Linked DNA regions of Mus musculus: regions 1 and 3 are each linked to region 2. The links are chromatin contacts, called in public HiChIP or PLAC-seq and promoter capture Hi-C maps. All regions are on one chromosome and are shown on one strand. Each heading gives the region's core, a stretch centred on a gene start, on an enhancer-like site or on the middle of the called end of the contact. The rest is flanking DNA. Distances are from core to core; before and after follow the strand shown.

Region 1 (3,129 bases), core at 26-2,525, 180 kb before region 2:
GGCTTGCCTCCCTTTGAGGGTCTACTGGTCAGGATGATCTGAAGTTAATGCCGCTTAATTGGTGTTCTCGGGGCTTAGTCATGGGAGCTCATGGGAGCGGCTTCCTCGAAAAGCTTCACTGGGTCTGTTGCTAGGGACAAAGCCTTTCAGAGGGTAACTGCTCTTCTTTCCGGGGCGTCTTTTGGCTTATGCTTTTGATTCTCTCCCCAGGAGGCATCCCAGTCCTGAGGTCAGGGAGCCCCCTCCCCGACATTGCTCACCCCTCTCGGAGTAGCCTGGGAAGGTTCTCTAGCTTTTCTGCATCTATTTCATGTACTGATTTCCTGGCTCAGCACAGCCAAGGTGCATTTGGACCCCTGTGCTTGTGTGGGGCTTGCTTAGGGTTCATGGTGCACATGCTACAGGAGAGACCCTCTCTCTTGTCTCAGAGCCCAGAGCTTAGACCAAGCAGTGGTTCCGAATGGACTAGCGTGGTGGACAGGTGATTCTGAGGAAGTGTCCGGGCTCCAGGTTGAGATGGTGAGGGGCCTGGCCTCCTCCCTGCTCCCCTAGGATGGAAGGATGGAATGGGATGCACACAGCAGTTAGACTGCAGGCAGGCTTTGCTGCTCATACTTCATCTCCCCAAGGCCACTCTGTCTGGAGAACTCTGCAGTTCTATGTGAAATAATACAGCGTCCAGGTTGACACCCCCCCCCAACACACACCATTATCCATCATTTATTGTATTCTTGCCTTCATTAGCCAGAGTATGCATTGAGCCTGACAGGCACCCAGTGGCCTCTTAGAATTTTAAAATCTGTGTTTCAGCACACACACACACACACACACACACACCCCTTGCTGTTATTAGTCCAACTAATGAAAAAGCTTCCTTAGCAGGCCCCTGGGCTGTTGATTTCACAGTTGCAATGTACATATGTTAATTATGCCCGAATCCCAGCAATCCTTCAAGCCCCTCCACTTTCCAGGGACCTTCGGAGCCCCCCCTCCCATCCTGTTTCCAGGGGAACCCCCGTCTCCTTCTGCAGCAGAAAGCAGTCTCCAGGGAATTCCCCCCTTGTTGAAGCGTCAAGTGCCATTTTCAAAGCAGCCACTGTCATCCTCCCTGCCGGGCAAGGGGGGGGTGTCCGTGGACTGTGGGCTGGGGGTGGGCCGTGGAAGTGGGGTTGTCTGTCAGCCCTGGTAGGGGAATGCTTCAGGCTAGAGGCATTGAAGGAGAACAGCAGGAAGTCTGATCTTTCCAGAGAATTCTCTAAGACATAAGTGTTTACCTGCAGGACTCCCGCAAAGAAGCCATTAGGGGAAATTTTCCTTTTGTCTGAAGCCGGGAGGTTTACTTAGAAGGGGCGGGGAGCTTGTAGGAAATCCTTTGCAAAGGGTTGCATGTTTGTGACGTTGTTATGGAATTTATAGGAGAGACAGGAGCTGGGTTTTATTGAGGCTAGAGTGTGGTGTTCCCCTACCCCCACCCCCACCCCGAACCCATTGCTTGCACACAGCAGGGCTGTCCTCAGTCCTTGGAAAATAATCCACCTTCTCTGATTTTCATTTGCTTAGGTGGCTCCTCCCTCCAGTCAGGTGAGGTACAAAAAATATCCTGAGTTTCTCGCTCTGTGGCTGTGGGCAGGTTACCTAACCTTGCTGACTTATTTCCGTGTTCATGAGCCGGTAACAGCCCTCAGAATTTTTAAAGAATTAAACGAGATAGCTTAATGATCCCGTTGATCAATGAACGGGAGAAGCTGGGTAAATGTTAGTTTTCTCCCCCCCCCCCCCCCCCCCCCGGCCCAGTCCTCATTCATTAGCGGCTCTCAACCTCATCTGCTTATTAGCTGTATCTAGAGACCCTCCCGGGAGGATGTACAGTTGTTTGGGCCCCATGCACATCGATTCGACTTTAACTGGCCTGTGGGATGGCTGAGCGTGGATATATATATATATATATGTTTTTGAGACAGGGTTTCTCTTTGTAGCTCTGGCTGTTCTGGAACTTGCTCTGTGGACCAGACTGTCCTCAAACTCACAAAGATCTGCCTTACTCTGCCTCCCTGGCATGATCAAAGGCATGTGCCACTGCTACCTAGAAGGGATGTGGGTTTTTTGTTTGTTCTTTTGGTTTTTTTGTTGGTTTTTGTTTTGTTTTGTTTTGTTTTGTTTTGTTTTTTCGAGACAGGGTTTCTCTGTGTAGCCTTCCCTGGCTGTCCTGGAACTCACTCTGTAGACCAGGCTGGCCTCGAATTCAGAAATCCACCTGCCTCTGCCTCCCAAGTGCTGGGATTAAAGGCATGCGCCACCACCGCCCGGGGTAAGTATATATTTTTAAGCACCTGTTAAAGCATATATATATGCTCATTTATTTTACTCATTTCATGTTTGTGTGAATATACTCACACAAACATGAAATGAGCAAACATCCATTTAATTTGTCACACCCCAATGAGACAGCAAAGACAGCACCCAGCCAGGCACACAGTGACTCGGACATAAGTGTATGGGTAGATTCAGTGTGGCGACGCTGGCCAGGTGGGAGCCAGTCACGAATTGCAGACACTGAACTCACACATATGTTTATGCAGGTTGGGTAGGAGCTGGCTGCAGTGTGCACTTGTCTACGGAGGCTCATTAGTAACCCACTCTGGGCACTGAGCGCACTTCTTGCCTGCAGTTTGCAGAGTAGCTTAGTCAAAGAAGACTCTGAAAGAGGAGCAAGCAGCACTCCTCCGTGGTCTCCGCATTAGCTCCTGCCTTTAGGTTCCTGCCCTGCTTGAGTTCCTGTCTGACTTCCTCCCTGAGTTGTTTTGGCCATGACCTTTCACCATAGCAATAACAGCCCACTGCCTGGTCGGGGGTGGAGGGTGGGGCAGACAAAGGCTAAAGGCAAGATAGACCACACAGGGTCACTCAGATATGACACCATCTACCCCTGGAGCTCATGCCTGGAAAGGGAGGGAGGGAGGGATCTAGGGATCAGAGAGGAAGCCAGGAGAGACGTTTTCACGCCTGTAGGAGGCAGAGCCCAGCGTGTGGGCTGGAGCCAGAGCCCAGCGTGTGGGCTGGAGCCAGAGCCCAGCGTGTGGGCTGGAGCCCACAAGTGCCCCCACACCTCACCAGCTCATTCTCTCGCAG
Region 2 (3,374 bases), core at 62-2,561:
TCTGAAGGAGGAGGGAAATGATGAGTTGGAGACCAGATCTAAAAAAGTTGAGTAAACCAAGACAGCCAGCCTGATTTACAGCAAGAACTGTCTCAGGAACAAACAAAAATAAATATCTTGGAACCACACAAAGGTTCCACAACAAAACTATCATAGCTAGGAAGGCAAGCATGCTTGTGGCTCAACAGGCTAGAGGAATGACAGTTATGAAGTTTGCTAGTGACCCCCCGTCTTTTAGTAAAAAGTGCATAAAAGTAAATGTTGAGGTCTGCTAGGCATGTAGTGGCCTGCACCGTGCACCCTAAACTCCTGCGTAAAAGAATCTTTACTAAAAGGACATACAACATACAACCTTGAGGACATACACTCAGTAAGTCTTCAACTTCACACTTCCGAAATGAAAACCCTACTTAATAAGCCATTTAAGTGTCTTCCCTACTATACACCATAATGTTCAAACCGACTATTATCAAACTAAAAAATTTAACCCTATTTTGCCGTGACCCCACCCTGTGCCCAAGACTCAGTTGAGCGACCAAGCCATTCCGCGAAAATTAAAAAAACAAACAAAAAGACAAATGAAACTCATCCATCCCCGGTTTTCACACCTGTTAAAAGCAAATAGGTCAAAGAAAAACCCAACTCAAAGTGAACTATGATTTACATTAAGAAACGCAGCCTCATTAGAAAAGATTTTTAAAGCAAACACCAAGTCGGCATAAAAAAAAGATGAGACTGTAGGGGCTCAGTAAATACGAAAAGACCTGTCTTAAAAAATATATACAAAGTCCTCAAGACACTATACCAAGAAAACCAGGAGCAAGGAAGAAAAAGGCGCCATCAAACTAAAGGCCGCGACGTGGAGAATTCATTTAGAGATCTACCCCACACACACACACACACACACACACACACACACACACGCCGGCCACACCCCAGCCTGGAGCAATCCCTCTCCGAGCCTTCCTCCAAAGGACAAAAGATTAAGTCCGGGATTTACAGACTTGGAAGCATCTTCAACATTGCCCGGGGCCCCAGCCGCCGCCCGGGACCGAAAGTCACAAAATGGCGGCGGCGCCCCTTTGTCTCAATCTGGTGCCGCCATTGCGCCCGGCCCCACCTCGAGTCTGCGGAACTCCACCTCCCTCCCTCCACCTCCCTCCCTCCGTTCGCCGGTCCCTTACCGAGATCCTGGGTTCAAAAGGCCCAAGCTCAAATCCTAACGCTCCGACAGGCCCACCCGCTTCCCTCTGGTTCTGCTCCTACAGATTCTCGGTCTCGCGGCGTCACGAAATGGCGGACCACCACCGTCCCCTCGCCCTATTTATAGCACCCTGCTCTGCCACATGACCTGACCAGATCACCCAATCAGAGGCGGCGCAGGCTGTGACGTAAGCGCTACAAACGCTGCGAGAAACCGCGGTTACTGGGAGCGCGCGCCGGCCGTTCCGTCAGGTGGGTGGGGTACGCGCGGTGGCGCGAGCTCGTCGCCGCGTGCCGGCTTGTCCCGCAGATGCGGCGCTCGGCCCGGCCATCCCCGCGAGCCGCGCAGACGCCCCCTCTCCTCCACTTCCGCCTAGGCTGCAGCCGAATAAAGCTGTCCAGACTCTGCCGCCATTAATCCCGGGCGATGGCGGCTGCAGCCGCGGGCTCGGGTCAGAGTGAAACATGGACGCTTGCTTCCTCGTTGTGGGGCATCCATCGCAGACTAAGGAGCCTTATAGTCGCTCTCAAGGTCACCGAGCTTGGGCGACTTAACTGGTACCCCACGGTGCCCGGTCTGCGCCCCGATGCAGGGTAGAGCCTGCAAAGTTTGCTCAACTTTCGCTTTCCCGCCTCGCCCAAACCGCGCGCGCGGCAAATGCGACTTGATGAGGCTGCATGAAAAAACAAAAAAAAAAACAAGACAAACGGTCACAGGGCTCACTTTCCCAGGAGGAGAGCAAGGTTTTGCATAGGTTGCCTTTACGCTCTGAGCACGCAGCTCCGCCATGCAGATGCTAGGAGGGGCACCTGCGGCCTTTGTAAGGGCTTTGCTCTGGCTGCCAGACCTGTGGGTCTCCCTGGGCCTCTACACACAGACCCCAGGATAGCTGAATACCCTCGTTTGACAAGCCACATCGTTTGCCTCCAGCTCCCAGACGTATCCTCGGCCTGGCCCCCCTCAGGCTACTCTGATTTATTGGGGAGACTTAGTTGTTTCTGCTTCCAAGAAAGGTCAAAATATTAACCAGTTTTTCAGACACAACTCTAATGCTTTTGTTCCCCTAAGGGAGTTGTGGTGCAGGCTACAGTTGTTAAACCTGTTTTTGTTGTGACCTTCAGAAGATTCTAGCAAAACTTCATTTCCTTCTAGATCTTTTTTTTTCTTTCTGGGTTAGACATGCCTAGTATAGTAGTAATGGGGCTCATTTGAACGTCCTTTTGTCTTTTTCCTCTCCTCCCTGCCTCATAATCTCAGCTCTTGGCCCAAGGGAACAGGAGTCGAACTTTATGTTCATACATTTAGTGAGTTCTAGGCCAGAAAGAACTTCTTGAGATACTTTCTGAAAAACAACAAAAAATCTGATGTATCTAAATGACTTGTGATATTCTCTGTTCCAAAATTTTTTGGTTTGTAAAACAAACAAGTAATGACTACCAGGCTGGTGAGATGGCTCAGTGGGTAAGAGCACCCGACTGCTCTTCCGAAGGTCAGGAGTTCAAATCCCAGCAACCACGTGGTGGCTCACAACCATCCGTAACGAGATCAGACTGGAGTGTCTGAGGACAGCTACAGTGTACTTACATATAATAAATAAATAAATAAATCTTTAAAAAAAAAAAAAAAGTAATGACTACCTTTAATCCCAGCACTTGGGAGGCAGAAAGCAGGTGTCTGGTCTACATAGTTCCAGGACAGCCAGAGCTACATAGAGAGACCCTGTCTCAAAAAAAAAAAAAAGTAAATAAAAATTAAAATTTCACCAGGCGTGGTGGTGGCGCACACCTTTAGTCCCAGCACTTGGGAAAGAGACGGGCAGATTTCTGAGTTTGAGGCCAGCCTGGTCTACAAAGTGAGTTCCAGGACAGCTGGGACTATACAGAGAAGCCCTGTCTCGAAAAAAAACAAAAGAAAAAAGAAAAAAAATAGATTTATTTATTTTATATATGTGAGTACACTGTAGCTGTCTTCAGCAACACCAGAAGAGGGCATCAGATCCCATTACAGATGGTTGTGAGCCACCATGTGGTTGCTTGGAATTGAACTCAGGACTACTTGAAGAGCACTGAGTGCTCTTAACTAGCTGAGCCATCTCTCCAGCCCTTGGTCTCGGTTCTTGAGGAGCAGAGGAACTGAGTCACACTCTAGCACACAAGGAAGGCCCCACCCC
Region 3 (3,510 bases), core at 491-2,990, 170 kb after region 2:
AGCTCACTCATCCCCTAGTTGGTTTCTACTCTGGCCCCTCCAACCCAGCAGTCAGGCGTCCTTAAAACCCCCAAATTAGACAGTTGACAGTTTCCAGCACTCCGTGCCCCAGTCATGAAACAGTTCACTCCTATCCATCAAGTTCCTCCTTGGACAAACCCAGGTCAGGCCACCACGGGGCAGAAACCGGAAGACAGGGAGCTCAGCAACTGGCTTTTGTGTGCACAGAATTGAATACCAGGGCTAGGACTCAGTTTGGGGGCAGACTTGGCACCCCACAGGTGCATCAGCACTGGGTTGGAGCTGGCTGATACAGTCTCAAGTCACCAGATCCCTGATCCCTCCGTTGCTTCCTCCAACCTCAGCCCCAGTCCTCCTCCCCCAGGTCTGTCCCCCGGGGCCCAGAAATGTCCTTTCTCTAAATGTCTTACTTTGTGCAGTCTCCACCTAGATGCCTCCTCCTCAACATGGCCCACCCCCCCAAACATCTTTGGAACACGGTCCCCTTTCCCCCTTTAGCCCCAGCCGGGTGCAATTTGTTCACAGACACCCCCCACCCCCATCCCTTCCATCATGACACGAGAGACGTCTCCATTCGGAATTTTGCTGTCTTTTCTCTCTAGAACATTCTAGAACTTCACAGGGGCTCTACATTACAGCCTGGCATCGAGCAGGTGGGGGTTGGCCGGGCCAAGAAGGCTGTTGCTCATAGCCCTGGGTCAGCACTGTGGCCTCTGGCCCACCGGGGCACAGCTGAAGCTCCCACACTGTGTCCCACATCTGTCACCAGCTTCTCCTCAACTCAGGGTTTGCATGTTGGGAACCCCTCCTCCTCACTGGGAAGTTGAGGCAGTGTTTACAATTTAAAAGAAGCCTCGCCCATGGAGGAGGAGGAGGACGGAGGACGTGTGTGTGTGTGTGTGTGTGTGTGTGTGTGTGTGTGTGTGTGTGAAGGGGGACTACCCTGGCTGCCAGGCTTTCCCGCCTCTCTCCCCGTGCACTTCCAAGCTTGTCCAGGGTCTGTTCTGAGAAGCCCCCTCCAGCAGCCCCCTTCAAAGACACCAGAATAAAAGTCTTACCCATCTCAATCCCGCAGACGACCAAGGCCGCAATCACCGCTCCCGCTGACGTCCCTGCAAAGCGATGGGCTGTGTCCAGCATCCTCGGGGCCAGATCTCGCAGAGCATCCACGGCCCCAGCCTGGTAGTAGGAAAGGAACCCGCTCCCGGAGAAGGAGATGGAATGAGGGGTATCTGGGTCTCCTTTGAACACCTGTTCGTCCATGTTCGGGGTCTATGGCCTCCCAGCGGAGGAAGAACCCACACCTGTCTGCCTTGGCTCAGTATCTCCTTCTCCCCCAGCCAAGAGCAGGGAATGTGGCAACTCTACCAGCCCAGTCAGGCATCCACGGGTGGTTCATCCAGCCACTGCCTGGGCCTGTTTAGCTCTGCTGAGAGGTACCCCGGAAGGGCTGATAGGGATCCCCAGGTACTGGATGAAATGTAGACAGTCCTTAGAGTCATGGGCAGGGGCGTGGTCCTGCAGACCCCTTGCTCACTTCATGCCCTTGCTAGACTTCTGTCAGGTACAGGCTCTTCAGCGCTCTCCACCCATCCGGAGCGCACCTAGGAGCGGGGCATTCCCTGCACCCTGCTCTGGACGGTGTCCACAGAGGCGGTGCCTCTCAGCATCCAGTTGCAAAATCTCTGCCTCGCCCTGTGCCTCCCTCACTGACAGGCTGCTCTTCACTGACAGGACGCAGAGTTACACGCCACGCCCCCTATCCGCCACGCCCCCTCCCCAGCCTGTGTTCCCCTCACTTCCATTGTGGGCTGCAGGATGGCTTTGGCTTTCAATGGGGAGGAGCAACTCATACCACCCCATGCCCCTCCCCCACCCCATTCAGACTCTGGAAAGTTCTTACACAAAACACCTCTCTATTTATTCTTACCTTAGGATTGGCTCTGGGCAAAAACTGTAACAGAGAAGTATGGCTCTGGGTGTTTGCCCTGGTTTGCTTTCCATTGCTGTGATAAAACACCGTGACCAAAAGCAACTTGGGGAGAAAAGGGTTATTTCAGCTCACAGTTTAAGGTTCATCATGAAAGTCAAGGCAGGGCGAGAGGAACCAATGCAGGTTTGCTCCCCCATCGCTACACGCTGTCTCCTTCCTTCCTTCCTTCCTTCCTTCCTTCCTTTCTTTCTTTCTTTCTTTCTTGTAAAGATTTATTTAGTACACTGCATCTTCAGACACTCCAGAAGAGGGCGTCAGATTTGTTACGAGGATGGTTGTGAGCCACCATGCGGTTGCTGGGATTTGAACTCAGGACCTTTGGAAGAGCAGTCACTACTCTTAACCGCTGAGCCTTCTCTCCAGCCCCCAACCTGCTTTCTTACACAGACTCAGACCACCTGCCTAGGAATGGCACCGCCCACAGTGGGCTGAGCCTTCTTCCATCAATCATTAATCAAGAAAATACCCTATAGACTTGCCGATCTGATGGCGGCCGATCTGATGGCGGCAACTCCTCCAATGAGAGTCCCTCTTCGCAGCGTCCATCAGTAACCAGCCAGAAGTCGCCAGCCTCCTTCCTACCTCTTCTTATTCTGTCATCTCCCTGTCCCTGGCCTGGTCCGTGCAGGTCTTCTCTCTTGCCTCTCAGTCCTGTGCCAGCTCCAGAGGCCTGAAGAGGGTATCCGATGCCCTGCAGCCGGAATCACAGGCAGTTGTGAGCTGCCTGATATAGGTGCTGGGAACTGAACACCGGTCCTCAGGGAGAGAGCATCATGTCTTCAGCTGGAGTGCTGTCTCTTGGGTGTGCAGGAGGGAAGAGGACAGCGAGCTTGGTCATTCCAAGATGGCCACATGAATAGATAGCTTGTGGATGGGGGTCAGGGGTCGGGGGTCATGAGGTCTCATGTGGGGTGTCTGGGTCTCCTCATCAGGGTCAGGGCAGAGAGATGTTTTGGTAAGGGACAGGGGCTTGGGGACCAGGGTTAGCTCTAGGGCTACTCAGCATGATTTCTGAGAGGAGGGATTTTCTCACCCAAAAAGGTCACTGCGGATCACTAAGGCAGCAAAAAGCTTTCCTAGTCCCCTCCTTCCCGTCCTCCTCCCTCTCCCCTACTTCTTCCTCTTCTCTGCTCTCCCTCCTCCTCCTCTGCATCCTCCCCTCTTCCCACTCCTCCTCTTTCCCCTCCTCTCCCTCCTCCCACTCTTCCTCTGACTTTTCTCCCTCCTCCTTCTCCTCCTCCTTCTCCTCCTCGTTCCCCTCCCCCTCCTCCCCTGCCTTCTCCCCACTCCACCTTTCCTTTATCCTCCGTCTCTCCCTGTCCTCTCCCTCCTCTTCCATATTCTCCCTCCTCCTTTTTCTCTTCCCTCCTCTCTTTCCTCCTCCACCCTCACAGCCATCACTGTCACTGTCACCATCACCCCATGGTAGCAGGACCAGAATTAGAACTGAGACAAGTTGTCTCTCTCCTAGTCCCAGTTGGCCCCAGCCACTCTAT

What was found. HiChIP or PLAC-seq counts read pairs in DNA pulled down with a chosen protein or histone mark. Capture Hi-C pulls out chosen DNA fragments and counts their contacts.
Region 1: an H3K27ac HiChIP or PLAC-seq map of embryonic stem cells shows a contact between it and region 2, with 9 read pairs. The contact joins the enhancer-like site here to the promoter of Srsf3 in region 2. A contact is called at or near these places in 7 of 115 datasets of contacts at active chromatin or transcription factors (the HPC-7 cell line, the SCID.adh cell line, T-cell acute lymphoblastic leukemia and 3 more) and 2 of 9 other capture datasets (adipose tissue and liver).
Region 3: a promoter capture Hi-C map of adipose tissue shows a contact between it and region 2. The contact joins the promoter of Pnpla1 here to the promoter of Srsf3 in region 2. A contact is called at or near these places in 1 of 484 Hi-C or Micro-C datasets (the N1E-115 cell line), 1 of 115 datasets of contacts at active chromatin or transcription factors (embryonic stem cells) and 2 of 9 other capture datasets (adipose tissue and pancreatic islet).

The regions. Positions count from the first base shown.
Region 1 is chr17:29,211,752-29,214,880 of GRCm38.p6, reverse strand. The region is part of intron 3 of Cpne5 (copine V); the gene reads left to right. Among named protein-coding and RNA genes, the nearest start is that of Cpne5, 24 kb to the left of the region's middle. Within about 2 kb of position 1,275, at least 17 of the 459 cell types and tissues checked have an H3K27ac peak or open chromatin away from gene starts, as enhancers often do. A contact at or near this core is called in embryonic stem cells, where this site is marked.
Region 2 is chr17:29,030,597-29,033,970 of GRCm38.p6, reverse strand. It overlaps Srsf3 (serine and arginine-rich splicing factor 3), which reads right to left and starts at 1,311. Exons shown (of 6, transcript NM_013663.5): 1 at 1,185-1,311. It overlaps Gm16196 (a long non-coding RNA gene), which reads left to right and starts at 1,348. Exons shown (of 3, transcript XR_876716.2): 1 at 1,348-1,455.
Region 3 is chr17:28,856,641-28,860,150 of GRCm38.p6, reverse strand. Pnpla1 (patatin-like phospholipase domain containing 1) reads right to left here and starts at 1,740. Exons shown (of 10, transcript NM_001034885.3): 1 at 1,080-1,740. The coding sequence starts at 1,284.